2 separate regions of the Ovis aries genome follow, and region 2 is linked to region 1. A link is a contact called in public Hi-C data. All regions are on one chromosome and are shown on one strand. The core of a region is the stretch at or near the end of the contact, and the rest is flanking DNA. Distances in the headings are between cores, read along the strand shown. Region 1 holds the start of COPRS (coordinator of PRMT5 and differentiation stimulator). Region 2 holds the start of RAB11FIP4 (RAB11 family interacting protein 4).

What was found. Hi-C and Micro-C count contacts between places; a contact is called where the count stands out from the background.
Region 2: a Hi-C map of tail adipose tissue shows a contact between it and region 1, with 3 times the contacts expected there. The contact joins the promoter of RAB11FIP4 here to the promoter of COPRS in region 1. A contact is called at or near these places in 6 of 16 Hi-C or Micro-C datasets (blood, hypothalamus, skin fibroblasts and 1 more).

The regions. Positions count from the first base shown.
Region 1 is chr11:17,999,354-18,005,957 of ARS-UI_Ramb_v3.0, forward strand. COPRS (coordinator of PRMT5 and differentiation stimulator) reads left to right here and starts at 2,831. Exons shown (of 4, transcript XM_027975269.2): 1 at 2,831-2,967; 2 at 5,542-5,593; 3 at 5,975-6,196. The coding sequence starts at 2,869.
Region 2 is chr11:18,348,408-18,355,011 of ARS-UI_Ramb_v3.0, forward strand. It overlaps RAB11FIP4 (RAB11 family interacting protein 4), which reads right to left and starts at 3,090. Exons shown (of 15, transcript XM_042255436.2): 1 at 2,908-3,090. The coding sequence starts at 3,066.

The sequences.
Region 1 (6,604 bases), core at 1,581-4,080:
CTAGCGTGTGAGATGAGTGCAATTGTGCGGTAGTTTGAGCAACCTTTGGGATTGGAATGAAAACTGACCTTTTCCAGTCCTGTGGCCACTGCCGAGTTTTCCAAATTTGCTGGCATATTGAGTGCAGCACTTTCACAGCATCATCTTTCAGGATTTGAAATAGCTCAACTGGAATTCTATCACCTCCACTAGCTTTGTAGTGATGCTTTCTAAGGCCCACTTGACTTCACATTCCAGAATGTCTGGCTCTAGGTGAGTGATCACACCATCGTGATTATCTGGGTCATGAAGATCTTTTTTGTACAGTTCTGTGTATTCTTGCCACCTCTTCTTAATATCTTCTGCTTCTGTTAGGTCCATACCATTTCTGTCCTTTATCAAGCCCCTCTACATGAAATGTTCTCTTGGTATCTCTAATTTTCTTGAAGAGATCTCTAGTCTTTCCCATTCTGTTGTTTTCCTCTGTTTCTTTACATTGATCACTGAGGAAGGCTTTCTTATCTCTCCTTGCTTTTCTTTGGAACTCTGCATTCAGATGCTTATATCTTTCCTTTGCTTTGCTTTTCGCTTCTCTTCACAGCTATTTGTAAGGCCTCCCCAAACAGCCATTTTGCTTTTTTGCATTTCTTTTCCATGGGGATGGTCTTGATCCCTGTCTCCTGTACAATGTCACGAACCTTTGTCCATAGTTCATCAGACACTCTATCAGATCTCGTCCCTTAAATCTATTTCTCACTTCTACTGTATAATCATAAGGGATTTGATTTAGGTCATACGTGAATGGTCTAGTGGTTTTCCCGAATTTGGCAATAAGGAATTCATGATCTGAGCCACAGTCAGCTCCCGGTCTTGTTTTTTCTGACTGTATAGTGTTTCTCCATCTTTGGCTGCAAAGAATATAATCAATCTGATTTTGGTGTTGACCATCTGGTGATGTCCATGTGTAGAGTCTTCCCTTGTGTCGTTGGAAGAGGGTGTTTGCTATCACCAGTGCGTTCTCTTGGCAAAACTCGAATAACCTTTGCCCTGCTTCATTCCATACTCCAAGACCAAATTTGCCTGTTACTCCAGGTGTTTCTTGACTTTCTACTTTTGCATTCCAGTCCCCTATAATGAAAAGGACAGCTTTTTTGGGTGTTAGTTCTAAAAGGTCTTGTAGGTCTTCATAGAACTGTTAAGCTTCACTGGTTGCGGCCTATAAGGGTGTATGAAATGTTAAGAGTTTTGATCAATCTGGCTTGGTTTCTAATGGGTTAACGCTAAGACCTGGTTAGCTCAGGGGGGAGAGTCACTGGGCTCCTGAGTTGTCTCATCCATTTGTGGGAGAGTTGTAGCCTGATTCCAGCCCAAGTTCTAGAAAAACCTGTTTATAGAGAAGAGTAAAATGGGATTAGAGCTACAATTGCATAAAAAGTTTTTAAACTCTTATGCACTATTAGGTAGATGCAGGTCAATTGACTATTCTAACAGGTTTTGACTTCCAACAAACTGGAAAATTCTGAAAGAGATGGGAATACCAGACCACCTGACCTGCCTCTTGAGAAACCTATGTGCAGGTCAGGAAGCAACAGTTGAGAACTGGACATGGAACAACAGACTGGTTCCAAATAGGAAAAGGAGTACGTCAAGGCTGTATATTGTCACCCTGCTTATTTAACTTATATGCAGAGTACATCATGAGAAACACTGGGCTGGAAGAAGCACAAGCTGGAATCAAGATTGCGGGGAGAAATACCAATGACCTCAGATATGCAGATGACACCACCCTTATGGCAGAAAGTGAAGAGGAACTAAAAAGCCTCCTGATGAAAGTGAAAGAGAAGAGTGAAAAAGTTGGCTTAAAGCTCAACATTCAGAAAACGAAGATCATGGCATCTGGTCCCATCACTTCATGGGAAATAGATGGGGAAACAGTGTCAGACTTTATGTTTTGGGGCTCCAAAATCACTGCAGATAGTGATTGCACCCATGAAATTAAAAGACGCTTACTCCTTGGAAGGAAAGTTATGGCCAACCTAGATAGCATATTCAAAAGCAGAGACATTACTTTGCCAACAAAAGTCCATCTAGTCAAGGCTATGGTTTTCCAGTGGTCATGTATGGATGTGAGAGTTGGACTGTGAAGCAGGCTGAGAGCCGAAGAATTGATGCTTTTGAACTGTGGTGTTGGAGAAGGCTCTTGAGAGTCCCTTGGACTGCAAGGAGATCCAACCAGTCCATCCTAAAGGAGATCAGTCCTGGGTGTTCTTTGGAAGGACTGATGCTGAAGCTGAAACTCCAATACTTTGGCCACCTCATGGGAAGAGTTGACTCATTGGAAAAGACTCTGATGCTGGGAGGGATTGGGGGCAGGAGGAGAAGGGGACAACAGAGGATGAGATGGCTGGATGGCATCACCGACTCGATGGAGTTGAGTTTGAGTGAACTCTGGGAGTTGGTGATGGACAGGGAGGCCTGGCGTGCTGCTTTTCATGGGGTTGCAAAGAGTTGGACACGACTGAGCGACTGAACTGAACTGAACGGGTTTTGAAGGAAAGCATGTCAATTGTGATTGGGTAGGGGTAACACTCAGGCGTTCCAGACCCAGCTAGTCCTCTAGCCCTGGGACCTGCATCGCCAGTGGCTACAAAAATTAAGATTCAGGACGGTTGGGTGGACTAGGCTTTCGGAGGCGGGCACTCCCCGCCCCTTACTCCGCCCCGTCCGTTGCCCCGCCCCTGGCTCCCTCTTGACCCCCCGCGCCCCGCCCCCCGGCCGAGAGCACCCCAGGCTGATTGGCCCTCAACGGCGTATCCTCGGGCCGGCAGCCAGGCCGGCGCGTCACGTGGCCGAGCGGCGACCTGGGCGCCGAGCCGCGGGCAGACAGGCATGGACCCTCCGACCGCCGGGGCCCAGGCGCTGGGGGCCGCGGAGCAGCCGCGGGGTCTGCAGCTGCCGAGCGGGCGGGAGGCGCCCCCGATTCCGGGGGTGAGCGCGGCGCGGGGCCTGGGCGCGTCCACCACCTGCGGTCGGCGGCGGGAAGTTGCGGGGGCTCGCGGGGCGTGGGCCATGGAACCGGGGAAGCGCTCCCGGCCCTCCTCGGGCAGCCCGGCCGTTTGGGCGCGCGCCCGAGCTGGAAACAGCCGGGCCGCGGGACTGTGGGGCGGGGCAACCTCGAGGACGTGGGTGGGCGCGCCGGGCTGGGAGAGCTGGCTGTTGGCTCCAGGGCGCCTTTGCGTCCTTGCTAAATGGGAGGTGATGCTGCTGACCGAGAGCTGGGGCTGCTGCTCGGGGGCCTGGGCTGGGGCGAGGTGAGGGCTGCGAGGAGAGCTACTTTCCCTGAAGGATCCGTGTCCCATGGTGGGGATGCTCAGCTAAGCCGGAGCACCGGATGATGGCTCCTGCGCGCTCTCCTTTCACTGAAACCAAAAGGCCGCGTTTGACGCAGGGTTTCTAGAAACTTGTTTTCTTTTGCGCGCCAGACAGCTCCCGGTTTCTGAAAGACTGCTATTACAGTCATGTCCTGCCCTTGTTCAATAATCCCTTTTAGACGGTGAGCTCCTTGAGGGTAGGAACGCTCTATTTAGTGCTGAAAACCCGGTGCGTAGCGTAGTGCCTGGCACTTCACACACGCATATTTATTAACTGGATGGAAGAGGAATGCTTATCTAAGCATCAGAGACATCCTAACCAAAATAAGATAGGAAAAATGTAGTGGTAGGCTTATAAAGAATATTACTTTACCGGGCAGGTAGGATGAGACTGATTTTGGCAGGCCACAGCAGGAAGGTTCCTGCACTTCCTCTCCAAGATGAGAGGATAGTGGTCGTGGCAGAGGCGTGGAGATGAGGATGTGCAGGGCAGATGGTTGGGAGCTTGGAGAGAGAACTGTGCTGCACAAGTTGATGGAGCCTGAAGGGACAATGTGGATGCCATGGCGAATTTTGTACTCTAGCAGTGGAGGCCTGTTGAGGTTTCTGGGCAGAGTGGTGATTTCCAGTGTGAGGCTGTGGCCAGATGGATGAGTGTGGGACCCTGGTGGTCCAGTGGCTAAGACTCTGTGTTCCCAATGCAGGGGACCCTGGTGGGGGCTCTCATATGCTGTAACTAATACCTGGTGCAGCCAAATTAAAAAAAAGAAAACGTGGGTGAGTGGGAAGGCAGTTAAGGAGCTCTTGCAATAGAAGAGGTGAGAAGTCCCACTATTGGTCAGCAGGGGTGACCGGGAATTGTCACCGACTACTGGAGATGGAATTAGCTCATTAAATCCAGGTAGGACTAGGTTGTGAGCTAACGAGCAGGTGCCAAGTACAGTTTAAATATAGGGGCAAAGAAGGTGGGTTTCAGCTCAATAAATGTTATATTCCTGCTGTGTGCTAGGTGTCTTCATCAGTGTTATCTCATTATAAACCTCCTGCTGGGTTAGAACAGTTGTCCCCAATTTCCAGAGACAGAAACCCAGGCATGGTGGCTGAAGTGATGTGTCCCAGGTATACTCTGAGTGAATGGGATTGAAGTCACGCCTTCTCATGCAGGCTGTGAACATTTCTCGCCTCACTTAGAAAGACATCTTCACAGGTGATAGGATTTCAGGAACGAACTCTTTTTTTGTTTTTGGCCGTACTGCCCAGATATGGGATCTTAGTTCCCCGACCAGGGATTGAACCCATGCCCCCTGCATTGGAAGCTTGGAGTCTTAGCCACTGGATTGCCAGGGAAGTCACAGGATTTCAGAACTTTTGCGCGGTGGGAGCAGAGAAACCTAGCGATGGCTATGAAGGAAGACGATTTCCTGTCAACCGCTGATTTCCCTTGAACAGCTAAAGCTCTTTAGTCCTCCTGTGTCAGTCAGGAGATGAAATCTGATAAAAGAGCTATTAGCTAGATAAAAAGTTAAGGTAAAAATGAACATGGAGGTATCCACTGCAGGGAAACAGCAACCGGCCCCAGGGCTGAGGGAACAAAGGGGTGAGATTGGAATGACTAAAATGTGCAAGCTCAGAGGAGAATTTCAGGGAGCTGAAATTCCAGCCTCTGAGGACGGGGTGCTGTCCTGGCTAGTTTGGAGTCTCTGAGCTTGGAGGAGGAGACCAGACCTCTCAAGACAGGGCCTGGTGAGGGACTTCCTTGGTGGCCCAGTGGCTAAGACTCCACGCTTCAATGCAGGCAGCCTGGGTTTGATCCCTGGTCAGGGAACTAGATCCCACATGCCAAAATTAAAGATCTCAAGTGCTGCAGCTTAAGAGGTGGTGCAGCCAAATACATATTGAAAAAAAAAAAAAAAAGATAGGGCCCAGCGAGGAGACTGGCTCTGTATGTGCTGGCAGCCTGTACACTGGATTCAGTAGGCACTCTGTGAAGGCAGGTGATCCTGCCGGCAGGGGTGATGCCCACAGGAATGGGAAGCAGCAAGTCCCAATGTAACAGGGCACAGTAGAAATGTGGGTTGCAGGGTCCCACCCCAGCCTCGCAAAGGAGGGTCTGAAAGGGTGGATATGGGGCTGAAATACTGGCCATTCCCGAGATATCCAAGTCCTGGGTCCTTGTTTCTTCTTCCTGCAGGCTGACCACTCCAATCAGGAGAGAGCGCCTGAGAACGCCACAGATCGGCTAGGCAAGTAGGCGACAGAGGCGGGGGTGGCTCTTGGGAGAGACCAAGGAAGTCTGTACTGTGAAAGCTTATCGTTGCCAGAAAACCTTTCCCTGCATGTCATTTAAACCACCTGAAAATACACACTGCCCGATTTCCTCATGTGAATGAAAAGATTGGTAATGAATGGCCTTGTTTAAGATAGAACATCTTATTGAAAATAAATTATCAACCCTACTTCTAAAACTGGGAACAGAACGACAGTAATTAAATAAGTGCTGTGGTGGCTAAGGGGCTCCACACGCTTGTTACTGTTGCCGTCTTAGTAAGTTTGCCCAGCATCTTCCTAGCAGAACACGACCAGGTGGTTGTTTTAAGATGGTCTTCCTTTTGTCAATTTCTTAGCCAACGGAGCACAGAGCATCCCTCACGATAGTCCTGCCCACGGTGAGGGCACCCATTGTGAAGAGGAAGGCTTTGCTGAAGATGACGAGGATTCTGATGGGGAACCGAGTCCCTGGGAGCTGTCAGAAGGAATGCCGGGCTGTCTACCCAAGGAACAGGCTGGTGATCTTTTTCACGAGGACTGGGACCTAGAGTTGAAAGCAGATCAGGGGAATCCATATGGTAGGTGCAGGGTTTCTGGGGTCCTAGGCCAGGCTCTAGTGCAGTCGGAAAGAATCTGCCTGCCAGTGCGGGAAATGCAAGAGACGAGGGTTTGATCCCTGGGTTGGGAAGATCCCCTGGAATAGGAGATGGCAACCCACTCCAGTGTTCTTGCCAGGAAAGTCCCATGGACAGAGGATCCTGGCAGGCTACATATAGTCCATGGGGTCACACAGGCCAGGCTCCTGAGACCCTCCTACCAGATTAACCCCTAAACAGTTTGGAAGAGGGAGCCACATCTGTTAGCTTTGCCTCATGGTCTGAAATTTCTGTGACGGCTCCTCTTTCATATTGGAGGTGGGGGTTGGTGGGGGGAAGTGCCAGTTTTGCATTTTATTTTATAACAGTATGGGTCTGTTTGAATGTTGA
Region 2 (6,604 bases), core at 1,840-4,339, 350 kb after region 1:
GATGTAAAGCTCCCACTTCTCCAACGAGCAGGCAGGACGGCATCTGAGTGACAAACGTAGGACTGTATTGGGTAGGCAAAAAGTTCACTCGGGCTCTTCTGCAACATCGCGCGGAGAAAGCCGAGTGACCTTCTTGGCCTACTCAATAAATTCTCTCTATTTTCTGTTACAACAGGATGAAATGAACAAGATGAAATTCAACAGGAATAAAGTCCAAGTTACAGGTTTAGATCCAAGAAATTACTGACACAGACAACAGGCCTGATCTCTTCAACAAGTCAGGATTATTCAAGTTGAAAAAAAAAAAGAACTGAATTAAAGAAAGAGAGACCTAGAGGTCAGAACAACTGGATGCAGTGCACGGTTCTGGTGAGGAAAGTGGTTTGAACAAAACAGCACAGATCAGCCTTTTGGGGCCAAATAGGGAAATCTGAATAAGTTATGCATAATAATTAAGCTGAGAATTTATTGGAGCAGAAAAGTGCTGATCATTTACTGGGAAAAAATCAGGTTACAAGACAGTATGCACAGCATGACCTCATTTTATGGAGAAAATTTACATATAAGCATAGAAACAGCTCTGGAAGGATGTGAGCGAGGTGTCACAGCGGGGCTACCTGGGGGATGGGAACATGGCACTCTGGTTTTTGCTTGTCCATATTTCTATTCCCACAGTGCATATAAACTGATTTTGTAATGATAGAAAATTATGCTTTAAAAAGAAAAATCAGGGCTCCATGTTCCTGATGCAGGCGGCATAGGATCGATCCCTGCTCAAGGAACCAGATCCCACACGCTGGAAATGAAGAACTCGCGTGCCACAAGGATAATCAAAGATCCTACGTGCCACAACTAAGACCCAGCACAACCAAGACCCTAAATAAACAAATACATTTAAAAGAAAATCACTGATCCTCCTCCAGGATAAAGGGGCATTTTGGCTTGGCACGGGTGGCTAAGAAAGATCCCAAGGGATTTCAGTGGCCAGAAACTTAACCTGAGGGCACCTCTCAAAAGACAGCCTTGCCCCCAGACACCTGCTGTGTGTGATGCGCTGGGGCTGGAACAGTCCCGGGGGTCCCTGGTCCAGCCCCTCCATGTTATTACTAGGAAAAGTGTCACACAGTTGATGGGGCTTCAGGGCTGGAAGCCAGAGGTTTGGCCCCTGCCAGGTCCTATGGAAATGGCCTGAGGCTTCAAGAATAGAGGGTATTTGGCCTGGAGAAGGGCAGATGGGAGGGAGAGAGGGGGAAGGGGACAGGAGTGCTGTTTTCACATATTTAAAGACTGCCACGTAGAAGTGAGACCCATGTGAGTCCCTGTGAAGAACCACAATGACTAAGTGACAGCAGGTTTGGCTCCTGAGTGTTAAGAGGCAGAAGCGCAAACAAGAGGAGCTGCTCAGCTCCGGGAGAAGGTGGGGCTGGTGAGGGGCTCACCGAGAGCTAACGTGGCTGCCTGCCAGAGCCTGCTGGGAAGCTCTTCCCACCATTGAGACCGTGGCTCTGGGACTCCAGTTGCAGCCAGGGCCAGCTGGGGTCTGCAGCCTGCCTCAGAGGATGGGAGGGGTCAGACCAGCCTTTGGGAAGAAAGATCAAGGGGCTGCAGGAAAGCGCCCTGAGCAGATCCTGGCAGAGGGAGAGCCTGGGTTCCAAAGGGCGGGCAGCAATGGGCCTCTCCCACACGTGGTACCTGAGTCCTCAGACTTGACACCTGCCTCATCCTCTTCTACCTACCGCTCTCAGGGACTCCCAGGCCCCAGCCCAGCCCAGCGACCACAAAGAGACGATTATCTATCATCCTTCCCCCTTGCCAGGTGACAGGGAGGCATGGATCCAACCCAACCAGGCCCGGGTTCTCCCATGTTCTGGAATGCTAGGCCCCAGCTGTTCCCGGAACAGAAAGCCAGGGAGTGCCAATGCAGAGCCAGAGGCCTCAGGTGGCCTTGGAAAGTCACTACTCAAGGTTTCGTGCCCTGACCATTTCAGAGTGGGCAGGAGCAGGAGTGTGGGATGCTCTCCTGCCAGGTAGGTGCCTTGCACATCCCCCACCACACACACATACCCACCTCTCCTCCATGGCATGAGAGGACACTGGTCTCTGCTCACCCTACTGGCAGCACCCACCCTCGGATCACAGCCCTGCTAACACTGTTCCTGCTTTCCCCAGATCCGCGCGGCCCCCACCCCGTTGCAGACACTGCTCAGCTGCTGTTCCCCAGCTTGGCTGTGGCAGGCTTGCTTGCCGCCACAGCCAGCTGCCAGTCAGGCCTGCCCCTCGGAGCCCGCAGGGTGCGGGGAGGAGGGGTGGTCACCAGGCGCTAGGCTGAGAATCCAGGAAGGCCGAAGGCAGACACCTCCCGCTAGGTTCCAGGCCGGCTGGGTGCAGTCAAGGGGCCGAGGCGGTAGAGCGCCCCTAGTTGTCCTCTCCTACCCTCGGCCAGGCCCAGTGGGGCGTGTGCTTCCCCCCTACTCCATCCCGCCCCTAACCCCGGCCCCCGTCCTGGGATTCCTGCACCGGACCTCTGCAATTCGGTCTCCGCAGGGCAGGCAGGGGAGGGGGTCCCAGAGCTAGAATCTGACGGTTCCCCCCGCCCCATATACCGAGTAGGCTGAAGAATGGTTAGAGGGACCCTCAGGGCCCGGGGTAAGCAAGGTGGGCAGAGAAGCCCCCCTGCTCCCCACTCCGGGGCGCGATGCGTGACACTCGCAGCACCTGCGCGAAAGGTGGAAAGCCAGGGTCCGACAGGGCGGGGAAGCCCCGGGGCTCGAAGTCCTCAGGTCCGGCGGGATGCCTCAGGGCTGCAGCCGCCGCCGCCGCCGGGGACTGGGAGCGGGCAGGTGAAAGGGCTAGGAAGCCGGGGGTGGGGGGACTGGGGCGCGGGCACCCCCGCCGCGGGGCCCTTACCTCCTCGCCTTGGCCAAAGCGCAGTCCGAGCGCCGCGACGCGCTCCACGCGCAGGAAGCCGTCGGGGTCGCGGCCGCACACCTCGAACACCTCGCGCAGGCGGCGCACTGAGCGCAGCAGAGCCGCGGGGGCGCCCGCCCAGCCCGCGCCGCCCGCCATCCGGGCCGGCCCCGCAGCTAGCCCGAGCCACGCGCCCTCCCGCCCCGCGCCGCCGCCGCCGCCGCCGCCGCCATCGCCGCGCGCCCTCCGCCCGGCGCTGCGACGCGCAGCCTCCGCCCGGTGGCGGCGGCGGCCGAGCCGTGTCAGCAGCGGCGCCGCAGCCCCGCGGCTCGGGGCGGGCGGGGGAGCGGGAGGCTGCAGACAAAAGGAGCCGCGCGCCTCCGAGGGCGGCCGCCCGCGCGGCCCCGCCGCCGCCGCCCCCAGGCTCGGGATCCCTGGGCCGCTCAGAGCTCGTCCCGTCCCCTAGAGAGCGGGAGGGTGGGTGTGCGACCCGCGCCCGGAAACCCAGGGCGGCCCCAAGGCTCCGCCCCTGCTTGGAGGAGTCCGCGAGGAAGCCCGAGCGCCCCCACCGGACCACCCGCGCTGGGGTCCAGCCGCCTCTCCCCCACCTCAGCCCCCCACCAGACGCCAACCCATCCCCGCTCACCGCGCCCTTTGTACGCGCCGGCGGTGCCGAGCGCTCAGTGTGTCCTAGAGGTTTCCTGTATTAGCGCGCTGGACTTGTTCCACTCGCCGCTGAGAAAGCTGAGACTCAGAGAGGTTGAACTACTTGCCCTAGGCCGCTCAGCCAGTCGGGGGCCAGGTCAGGATTCCTAGCCAGTCTGCAGCGGGATGGAGCTAGGCCCTCTACTCTTCCCCTCCTCTCTGCTGCCCCTTAAAGAATAGTTTCCAGGCTTAGGTCAGCACGGGCCTTCCCAGCAGAACTCAGGGCCAGCTCCGGGCTGGGCAAGGGCCGGGAGAGCGGGAGCGGGGACCCTGGGACAGAAGCGAGTAAGGGGAGACAGAGCAGTCAGGAGGAAGGAAAAGCAAGAGCTGCTCACAAGGCCGGCCTGGGGCCGCCCAGCATCTTGGGGAAGTTTCCTCCCTTCCCTTGAGTTCCCACGCTCACCCCTTTATTGCACCCTGGACCCTCAAGCTGAGAACCCGGGAAAGTCTTGGCCCTGGGGCTGATGGCAGCCTCCAGGCCTGTACCTTAGCCTCCTCCCAGTCCTGCTTAGCTCCCAATCCCTGCTCCTGGGACTCCCAGTTTCGCCCCCCGGCTCTGCAGAACCTGGCCTGGCTCTCTTCTCCTCCTTTTTGTTGCTCAGCATGCCTGGCCCTCGTGGCACTAGTTGTACCCAGCCCAAATGCAGGTCTTGGCTGAACCCACCCGCACTTAAGTTTTCCAGCTCAGTTCAGAGGTTTCCTCCTTTAGGAAGCCTTCCCTGACAGCACTCCATTTTGCCTGTTACTCTGATTTCTGATCCCCTCCTCCAGATGCTGACTTAGTTTTGTCATTCTCTGGTGGGCTGCCCATCTCCCCCATGGGCATGCTGGGAAATTCTCCAGGGCAGGATGTATCTTCGTCACTCTTGTTCCTCATCTCTAGGCAAGCAGGAAGCCCCTGCCCAGAGGAGATGGGGACCTACTCCATCATCGGCAGGAGCCACGAGCAGTGTAAGGACCTAGACAGGGAGGCTAGAGTGAGGCCCGGTTCTGGGCATGAGCTGTGTGGCTTCTCATCCTGGACCTCAGTTTCCCCTTCTGTGGTCTTCCTGCTCAACTGTGAGTATACCCTGTTCAGGGGCTGCCATGTGGCTTCTCTGATTCTCCCTCCCAAGAGGTTCAGGACAGAAAGGAGGTGGGCAGGGCAGGGTTACCCTGTTTTGGAAGCTGTAGAAATGACTCTCAGAGCTCTCCCTGCATCAAATCCCAGGGAAGCTGAAAGATCTCAGCTGGCAGAGGTAGGGCCTCAGACCTGAGCATGAACAAACCCAGGTGACCCAGGCTCAAAGCCCACACCAGATTTGTGGTTCTTCTCCCCCAAAACAAGCTCACACAAAATTCAAAAGTCCCTTCCTCAGGGGAGCCCTCCCTGACTCCCATTTCTCCTCCCCATATCCAAGAGCATCTAAGCTCCTTCTGCTTCCCTCTTCCTGGGACACCTCAGTCCTACCCTGTCCCCATCCCATTTCCTCTGGCCAACTCTCATACTTCCAGATTCCATGGAAATGGCACCTCTTGCAGGAAGCCTTCCCTGATCATGTATTGTGACTTGTCCTGGTGTCTCTTACTCCTGTTATTATCACAAGAACATCTGGGAAGTAGGTAGGAGAGTTAACACAGTGACCACAAGGCCCATGAAGGCAGGGACTACGCCATTTCTCTCTTGATTTTCTAGCTCCCGGCTCCCCCAGCTCCTAGCACAATGTCCAGTACACACAATTAAGGTCTGAGAAGGAATAAATTAGGGAAAGAATGGGCACATATGGTGTGGTAAACAGAAACACAGCTTCTCAAAAGAGACCCATGTGCTAATCACTGGGACCTGTAAATGACCTTATTGGAAAAGATTCTTTGCAGGTGTCATGAAGTTAAAGCTCTGGAGATGTGGAGAGTCTCCTGGGTTAACTGGATGGGTTCTAAGTGCAATCACAGTATCCTCTTAAGAGGGAGGCAAAAACAGATTTAACACAAGCAGAAGAGAAGGCGATGTGGCCACAGGAGGAAGAGATCGGAGGGGGGTGCAGCCACAAGCCAAGAATGCCAGCAGCCATTGGAATCTGGAAGAGGTGAGGATGTGAACCTTTCCTAGAGCCGCTTTGATCTTAGGCTTCTGGCCTCCAGAACTATGTGGGAATGAATTTCTGTTGCTGTATGTTTCCAAGTTGGGTGGTAGTTATAGCAGCCACAGGAAACTAGTATATATGGTATAAATATCATGGGGAGGTTATTACAGATTATTAAGAGCCAGGAATCCAAAACAGTGGTGTCAGGCACCAAGTTCTGCTGCTCATTTAGCCCTTTGAGTCTAGACGAGGTAACTTCTCTGAGCCTCAGTGTGCATACCTGTAAAATGGGGACAGTAGTTCCTACCTACAGAGGACCTCACATGAGAAAATGAATGTAATATGGCTGGCACAGTGCCTGGCATGTACTTGGCCCGTGTGATTATGATACGTGTTGGCACGGAGAGGTTGGGAACTGATATGAATGGGGAAGCATTTCTGATTTTCATCTCTAGGCCTTGAATTCATCGTCCATGTTATGTGGAAATGGGGCAGGATTCACAGTTTCTTCCTGCTCACAACCTGTGGGTTGGTTTTTTTTTTTTTTTAACCATGAATAATTATTGCTCTGGAGGGGAATAAGGAGGTGTGAACACATGGGCCTTCTTCACCTGTCTTCTAATACCTGAGTCTAATACCTTGTCTTCTAATGCCTGGGTCCCCAGAACCAGAAATAGTAGCCCTGCGGGGGCAGGGTGATGGTAGTGGTTGGTGCTGAGGATCCTGGCAGGACTTTGGTGAGTCTGGGGTGAGCAGGGCATCTTGAGACCCGTCTGTCCTTCCTTGTCCAGAGGGGTGTCCCAGCTGGGGTGTCACTCACTCTGGGTGCCTACCCACAAGCTTCTCTGACCCTCAGAAGGAAGTGGGCCCATTGGATTGCTAGCATTCCCTCCAGGGTTCTAAGAAGAATGACGAAACTGTACTTATTC